2 separate regions of the Rattus norvegicus genome follow, and region 2 is linked to region 1. Evidence: chromatin contacts called from public Hi-C data. All regions are on one chromosome and are shown on one strand. Each heading gives the region's core, a stretch centred on a gene start, on an enhancer-like site or on the middle of the called end of the contact. The rest is flanking DNA. Distances are from core to core; before and after follow the strand shown.

Region 1 (3,694 bases), core at 64-2,563:
AGCAGCTTTAATTTTATGCTTTGAGAATGCAGGTTTTCAAGTAATCTTTCCTATCACTACATGGCTAAGTACTTTAATTTCTTTCAAAGCATCATGCACTTGACAGTGTTTGGCAAACAAATGCTAGACCAAGCCCATGTTCTAGGAACTACTCTTGATTGGCTGACATCTTTTTGTTTTCTTTCAAGTTATGGATGCCACCTGAAACCCAGACTAGCGTTGAAACCACAGTCCTTGCTCTGAGTTTTCAGATTACTGGGAATGCAGGCGCAGGTAGGCATCACTGAATATAGGGATCCATCACTAATCAAGCTGCTGCAAACGCAGTTGTGGATCACTGCATTAGATGCTGGGAATGCAGGAGTGTATCAGTATGCCTGATGCTTTAAATCAATTTTTTATGATTTCCTTACTGCGTGTGACTTTACAACTGAATGCTGTCACAATCCTCAATGATCACAAAGAACTTGGGGCAAACAAAGTAATTATTCAGATAAAGTACTTAAAGGAAATCAGATTCGAATCTAGAATGCTCTTCTGAAATCTGACACTCCTAACTTCATTATATATATTTTCTTCTTCCAGGATAATATAGGATGAAAGAAACCAGTCTCATTACCCTGTCCCATATGGTTTGTAAACTCTGTACCCTCGTGAGTACAGATTTTTAAAGGAATAACAGTGATCTGCAAAATGTCTTTCTTCTCTATTCTTAAAAACGGGAAGATACCATCTGGAGTTGAATCCTATTGTTTATTTCTCTTGACCTTAGGAACAAGGTTTGTATTTCCAAGGCCACCCTGATGGGATCCAGACCACCAGCAAGATGAGCATGTGATTTGGAAGCCAGGCACTGAGACTGACACAAACAAACTTCCTGCATCAGATACATAGATGTATTTAAGATGTCTAAGGCACTACTCTTCAGAAACTGCAGGTGCTCCATGATTCACATTTGTTAACGTCTCCTTTGAATGATACTTGGGCATTATAAACTCTTTGCAACATGATAAAGCATTCCTGTACTGCCTCTACAGTAATAAACACAAGAAGAAATGTCTCTCAAATATGTTAACTCAAAAAGTCATCTTTCAATGCTAATTATCAAAGCGAATTTAACTATGAATAAGTTTTAGATTAGTCGTGTTTTTACTTTACTTCTTTGGGGCAATTTTAGTCTTTCTCCCATTTGAACTTTCCATTTTGTTCATTGAGATTGCATTTTAAATGGTAGGGCTTGACCTCAGCCATGGAAAAAGCAAGGCTTTGATTAGTTAATCTGAAAGGAATCCACTTGGGCTGTGTTTTTGTTAGGCACAGACAGAACTTCTAGTGGTTAATATAATTCTCCAAAGTGCAGCTAACAAATGTCTGCTGTGCAGAGCTAGCTCAGAGTTTCCACTGCTTTCGTGACAGGCAAACGTTCCTCTTTTAAAACTTTTGGATTTAAAAAAAAATCAATGTGACTTTTTTTTTCTAAGCATGGAAAATAACGACACTAAGCTTTTAGCCCTAAGAAACAGAATGAAACATTTTATGAGAATTCGCTCACCCACATTCCCAGAAAGTCAGAGTGGACCTGAAGTTTAAGTGTCTCCCAGGTCCCACAAAGGCAAGCTCATCTTTAATCTTCCCAGCTCTGACTTACAAGCAATCCACTTTAATGGCTTCAAGGTGGAGCTATCAGTTAATGCCTGTCTCAAAGTATACATAGGAACCCTGTGTTACAGTCATCCTCAACAGACACCGCAGGGCTTCAGTGGGTGGCAGTCTTTTCTGAGTTTCCACTCCAGGCCTGGCCTGAGCCTGTAGATATGAAGCAGGCCTTTTTAAAGAGACCTTGCTCTCATTTACCATCTGCTACAGTCCTGGGAAATCCTTTTTAAAACGAAGTCCAAAGGCAAGATACCAAAGAGCGTGCGTTCATTACTGGGCCTTTCCTCTCCACTTCCTCCCATCATGGTTTCAGAAGATTTGCTCTCTTCTACAATGCAACTGGTCCACCCTAGATCTGAACGTGACGCAGTGTCAGTGACAGGCCCCTCACCCCTCCTTCTGAGGACGTCTGAGGTGCTGAGGAAATCCAAAGCATCAGAAATGGAAACAACAAAACCATGTATTGGTAGCCCTTTATTTACTTGCAATGTGCATGTTTACAGAAAGGATGGATACTTTCTGGTTAAATCATTAGCTTCTGAGCCTTCTGCCTAATAAACCAGATTAATCTGTTAAAAGTTGAATGTTCAATAGAAAGAAGAACCATCATTAAAAAAAACCCAACTTGATAACTACATTTTCTAGAATGGAATGGAATTCGGAATCCTTTATTTACAAATACTTACAAAAGTAAAAATGTGCAGATGTTCAAGGCTTATGCTTTTGTTCTCAAATCACATATCGGTTCATGAAATTTGTTTCAATGTTAAGCTTGCCCTCTCCTGTTTTTAAGCTTTCTAAGCACACTGTAAGTTACATGACGGATACTGAGATAGGTACACAATTGTGTATGTTCTCCTGTTAGAAGTAAGGTTACTCCAGTGGCTTTATGATACATTCCACTCCATCTGCTCCATGCAGCTAATGATTGCGACAGCACAAACCAGAGAAAATTTAAATGTTAATCTTAGCTATAACTTTCTTTTTTAACATGATGAGAAATAGACTCAAAAGTATGAAACAAGAATTCATTCTCTCAGCCCATTTATAGTTTTGAAATCAGAAATCAGTTCATGGTTCACAGTTAATTTTTGCGAAACCATCAACATAGCAAAATGTGGAATCTTAAACTTTAGAAGACATTTAGTTTTTGGTCCCTGTCCTAAGAAAGAAATATTATTACTAACATCCATATATGGCCCTATAGTCAGCATAATGCAAATATTAAGTGAGGATGCTATTAACCAATGAGTAGGAAAATATATTTTTAAAAAATGAATTTAAATAAGCCTATACCTTTCCTTTGGCAGTATCAGAAATTGAAACTAAGGCCTCATATGTTCTGGACAAAGTATCCACCACTGACCTGCATCCCAAGACTTCTGAAAACTTTTCATTTTGAGACAAGAGTTTCACTCCCATTCCGAGGCTCACATTGAATTCAGGCAGAGTTTGGACTTGCATTCACCTAATGTCAGCCTCCCAAATAGCTGGGAACGAAGGTCTGTGTCACTGTTCCTGGCCGGAAAGTGTCTATAATTTTTAAATTAATTTTCAAAAAGTCTTACAATAGAGTACCAGTTTGTGTACTCTTGTGTCTGGTAACATTTCATCATCTAATTGTTTTATTTATAAAAAAAATGTTTAATTTTTAAAAACTTTCTCTCTCTCTCTCTCTCTCTCTCTCTCTCTCTCTCTGTGTGTGTGTGTGTGACACACACACACATACACACACACACACACACACACACACACACACACACACACACAGGATCCTGTGGTGTGTCAGTCATCTTGTCACTGGTTATGTAAATGGTGTATTTGACCCTTCGCCACTAGGTGGCATGTTTTAGCACTTAAAAGTACAGTATGCTTAAAAACCACAGGAAATATAAAACAGACAACATTTTTCCATAGCTGAAATAAAATGCATGAATAAAGTAAGACTTGCACAGATTTGTAAAGAGACCAGAATTCTTTGTGGAGACATGTTTCATATCCAAAAACTTCCAGAAGTTAGTGTCCAGCAATGTTGTAC
Region 2 (4,183 bases), core at 1,305-3,804, 220 kb before region 1:
GATAGGAACAGGTGATGGGGAGTAGGTGTGCTCAGTTTGGACAGATCTTCTAATCTTACCTCACCAGTTTTGAACGTTCAGTCCACAAATAGTTTCCAATAGTTCTAGGTTCTCTACAAACCTCTATTATCTCAACACTTCAGTGAAGATTACAAGACACACAAAATTTTGGCCCATTTTTGGTGCCAGGTGATGTTGGTGTCTGAAATGGTCTCAGAGTAAAAGAAAACTGGTAATCTCAGAGAGGACTATGTTTTACCTGTATTTATTTATTTTTCCGTCACTCCCACTGAGTATTTAATGAAGTAATTAATCAAAGTACTTAATGAAAGCATTGGTTCCTTTTTCCTTTCATATCATACTTTTACAAATTCATGGCCTATTTTTTCATAGTTGTTACATACATATATGTATACATCTAGTTCTAAGTGTATGGATGCACCCAGCTCTGTCTATATCAGGTTACCTGCATGTATATTTTCAGAGCTGACCATTTGCTATTGCATAACCAGTGGTATACTCCTCTCTGGGGTATGTTCTTATGTTCAGCATTCCTTAGATGCCTGTACTTCTCTGTGTAAGGTTGAAGCCTCCTGGTCATTCTTCTGTCAAGTTGGGCATGTTTATTGTTGTTTTCCTTGTTCAGTTCATGGTGAGGCAGACATGGTGGTGAGATTTTATGCATATAGCTTCTGACATTTCTATGATTCCTTTATTCTTACGGACTTTCTGCCTCTTCTTCCTCAATGTTCTCTGAGCCTTATGTTCAAGAGTAGTTTGATAGATATAACATTGAGACTGGGTTACATGATTCTGCATTTTAATTGATTGAGGTTTTCTGAAGTGATTTCCATCTGTTGCAAAACAACATTCCTTTGATGAAGGATTAACAAGAGCTTTTACATCATGGGTTTTTTCAGCTATTGTTCAAATAATTAGAAGAAATTTGATTTTTGTTCCTTATTTAACCCATTCATTAAGTGTGAGCAAGACAGCCATGGGAACAGCAGTATGTTGGTGAAAGAATTCACTAGACATAGACAGGTCTTGATGTCAAGTTATTCTCTATGGTACAGGGCGAGAAAGTTGTTTTGGGAACTTCTCCAGAGCCTAGCTCTACCTCTTTTGGATTTTTTTCTTTTATTAAGGAAATTAAACAGTAAATGAAGTTTTATATACCTATTCTAATTTTAGACTATTCTTTTTTTGTATTTATTTTGGGTTTAATTCATTCCACAAATAGCTGTATATCTGGTTTGTATTTTTTGTTTCATATAGATGTATTTTTTTCAGCATTTACATAATACGTTTTTTAAAGGTGATAGATTCTGCCTTTGTTTCCAGTATGCCATATTCCCTCCAATATTCAGGGTGTCTCAGAGTACCTGTTCAGTGCTGAGAAACTACGAAGACTTGAGTCATACGTGTTGTGTGTGACTTAATTCTGTTCCTCGAGAACTCACAATATCAAATGTATTAGACTTTTAAAAACACTGAGGGCATTTAAATCTTGTCAAGCTTGAGTAGGGCAAAAAGTTAATGACTTGCTCTTAAGAGACATATACAGCTGGGACTACCATGTTCCCTGGAAAGCTGGTGTGGGGGCTAATGACAGCGCCATCCACTTTTATGTAGCTCTTTGCAATTTGGAATCTAGTTAATAGCATATTACTCAGTTTAGTATCACCAGATCCTGCACACTCGTCAGGCCAAAGCCCCCTTTCCAACAAGAAAATTGGACAGATAAAGACTATGTATAAATTCACAAAATTGGTGAGTGGCAGATCTGATGTGGGAACCCACCCTTTCTGAGACCTAAAGCAGTGTGTTTTCCTCAGTCAACAAGCTTGGTGGACTTTTTTAAAAAAAAAAAAACACAGTAAAATGCTCTGTGACAAGGAGAATGTATAGCTATGTCTCCTTAAGCGACATGGAAGCAACTCAATGAAAAGGACCTCAAGTTCATTTTGAGTCGGGTGTATTCTGCCTCTTCTCTCTTCCAGAATCCTCTCACAGCATGAGAAAGGGAGCACAGTGAAAATCGGGACAAGAATCATTCCTCTGCTGTCAAAAGAACAGGTTAAAAAGTGACGTTTTAAAGGCTTAAGTGATGAAGAGAAGTCTGAATTATCTAAATGCAAAAGAAAAACAAATCCACTAAAAGGCTGTAATCCTCCCTAAAGCTTTTTTAGTGTCTCTGGAAAAAGTCAGTGGGTGTGTGTCTGGGGGAAGAGTTAGGGAGGGAGGAGCAGACTCCTTCTAATAGGCTTTCTTTTAAAAAAAGAGAAGAAAAGAAAAGGCATACACACTCAAACAGAAGAAGAAATAAAAGTTCGTCTCTGTTGGGAAGCTGCCTCTGCGCTTAAAATCTACAAGGAATACTGAAAACTCAAGTCGCAGAGTCCTGCGCTCTGATTTGGTTGCTTACCATCAATCAGAGGGTTGCTTGGCAGACACTGGATGGTTATGGGCCTGAACAAGCTGAAAGGGGCAGGAAAAGAAGTGGAGGCAGCATTCTTCCTATTTAAAGCTGCGTCGCTTGAAAAAAGTTTTCACAGACTCTGCTGGAGCTGGTGCTGAAACAGACTGAGGCAGCCCCTGGGACTGGTGCTGAAAAAGAGACCCCAGCCAAATTCATGGTGCTACAGTGACCTCCATATCTACTCTTCGATCCCAGGAGGACCCACATGTCTCATATTTAGGCATGATGGCAAACTGGGTGGTAGCAAGACCTCTCCTCATTCTTTTTGTTTTATTAGGGTACTGTGTCTCAATAAAAGCCCAGGAACAAGAGAATGGTGAGTTTGCCTTTTGCTTTGCTTATGGTGTTTATGGCTTGGTTTGGGAACTAGATGGAATGTTAAGCTTCAGGAGGAGCGTGAAGGGAAGACTCTGGTTTGAAGTTTGAGAAGGGGGCTGTAGGATTTGCACCTGGGAAACAGCTTGGCTCTGGAGACTAGGCACGTCTGCAAATCCGGAGCTTCTGTGTGTGCCCTGGCAAAAAGTTAGTTTCTGACATCCTCTAAGAGCGAGGATCCGATCAGTCCTTTTGCCCGAACGTAAGAGTGTGATGTTTAAAAGAAAAGAGTGCTTAACCGGAGGCACTTTTTAGTTAGAGGTCTGTTGTGTGGGCTGGCGCTTTCCAAGCTGGGAAAGCCGCCGCCGCCGCCGCCGCCGCCGCTGCTGCTGCAGAAGCAGGGCAGGGTGGAGTCTTTCCTGTTCGAACTTCAGCAGCAGTCTTTGTTTAGAAAAACCTCTGCAGCAACCCTGATAGTTCGGAGTTTCCTTTGTCTTTGCTCTTCATTCCTTTCTTTCCAAAGCTTTATCCTCCCCTCCTAACGTTTTCATCTCTGATCTTAAAATCTTGTTTGCTTACTGAGAGGGAGTCAAGTTTATTTCTTCATGACAGACGCTGATAGAAACCAGATTTCTTAAACTGCGGTACTTTCCCACCCTACTGACTTGATTATTGGGATAGTGTAGTTCCTGGGAGAATGGCTGAAGGCAGACAATCAGCACGCCTTATATATAACTTACTTGGAATAGAGTATTGAGAAGGACTTTTCCCTTAAATCCCTCCCTCCCTCCCTCCCTCTCTCTCTCCTTCCTTCCTTCCTTCCTTCCCTCCCTCCCTCCCTCCCTCCCTCCCTCCTTCCTTCCTTCCTTCCTTCCTTCCTTCCTTCCTTCCTTCCTTCCTTTCCGGTTCCCTTCCCTTCCCCCTGTTCCTTCTATTTTCCTTTCTTTTAAGGCATATCTTGCTTGGTTACTGTTTTCTTGTTTGTTTGTTTGTTTCCCCTGTGTGGGTTACATATGTTAGTGGTGAGTCATATTGTTAAGCAAAATGGCATGGCTACTATAGGACAAAACTTTAAAAAAAATAAAATAAAACGGGCGTCATTGATATTAACCTTAACTTTTGAAGATCGAAGTGTCAGAAATAGACACATTCTCACTGTAAGAGGCCAGCATAGATCTTCGTCACTGTTAGCATCAAACTCAAGCTTTCAAAACTTTGTAATGTGTTAACCATGTCTACTATTGTCTTTCTCATGTGTATATCCATCTATCTGTATATGTTTTTTTTCCTGCCTTTCTGAATTTTTCTCTAAAGATATTTAGAAACTATTTAGCAGTTTTAGAAATCCTATAACGTTCTGGAGATAAAATTCAAGTCTGTCAATAG

The links. Hi-C and Micro-C count contacts between places; a contact is called where the count stands out from the background.
Region 2: a Hi-C map of the Rat2 cell line shows a contact between it and region 1, with 2.9 times the contacts expected there. The contact joins the promoter of Col5a2 here to the enhancer-like site in region 1. A contact is called at or near these places in 2 of 12 Hi-C or Micro-C datasets (the Rat2 cell line and Schwann cells).

Annotation. Positions count from the first base shown.
Region 1 is chr9:54,868,935-54,872,628 of GRCr8, reverse strand. The region is part of intron 1 of Col3a1 (collagen type III alpha 1 chain); the gene reads right to left. Among named protein-coding and RNA genes, the nearest start is that of Col3a1, 4.1 kb to the right of the region's middle. Within about 2 kb of position 1,313, at least 8 of the 93 cell types and tissues checked have an H3K27ac peak or open chromatin away from gene starts, as enhancers often do. A contact at or near this core is called in Schwann cells, where this site is marked.
Region 2 is chr9:55,088,522-55,092,704 of GRCr8, reverse strand. It overlaps Col5a2 (collagen type V alpha 2 chain), which reads left to right and starts at 2,554. Exons shown (of 54, transcript NM_001399195.1): 1 at 2,554-2,798. The coding sequence starts at 2,705.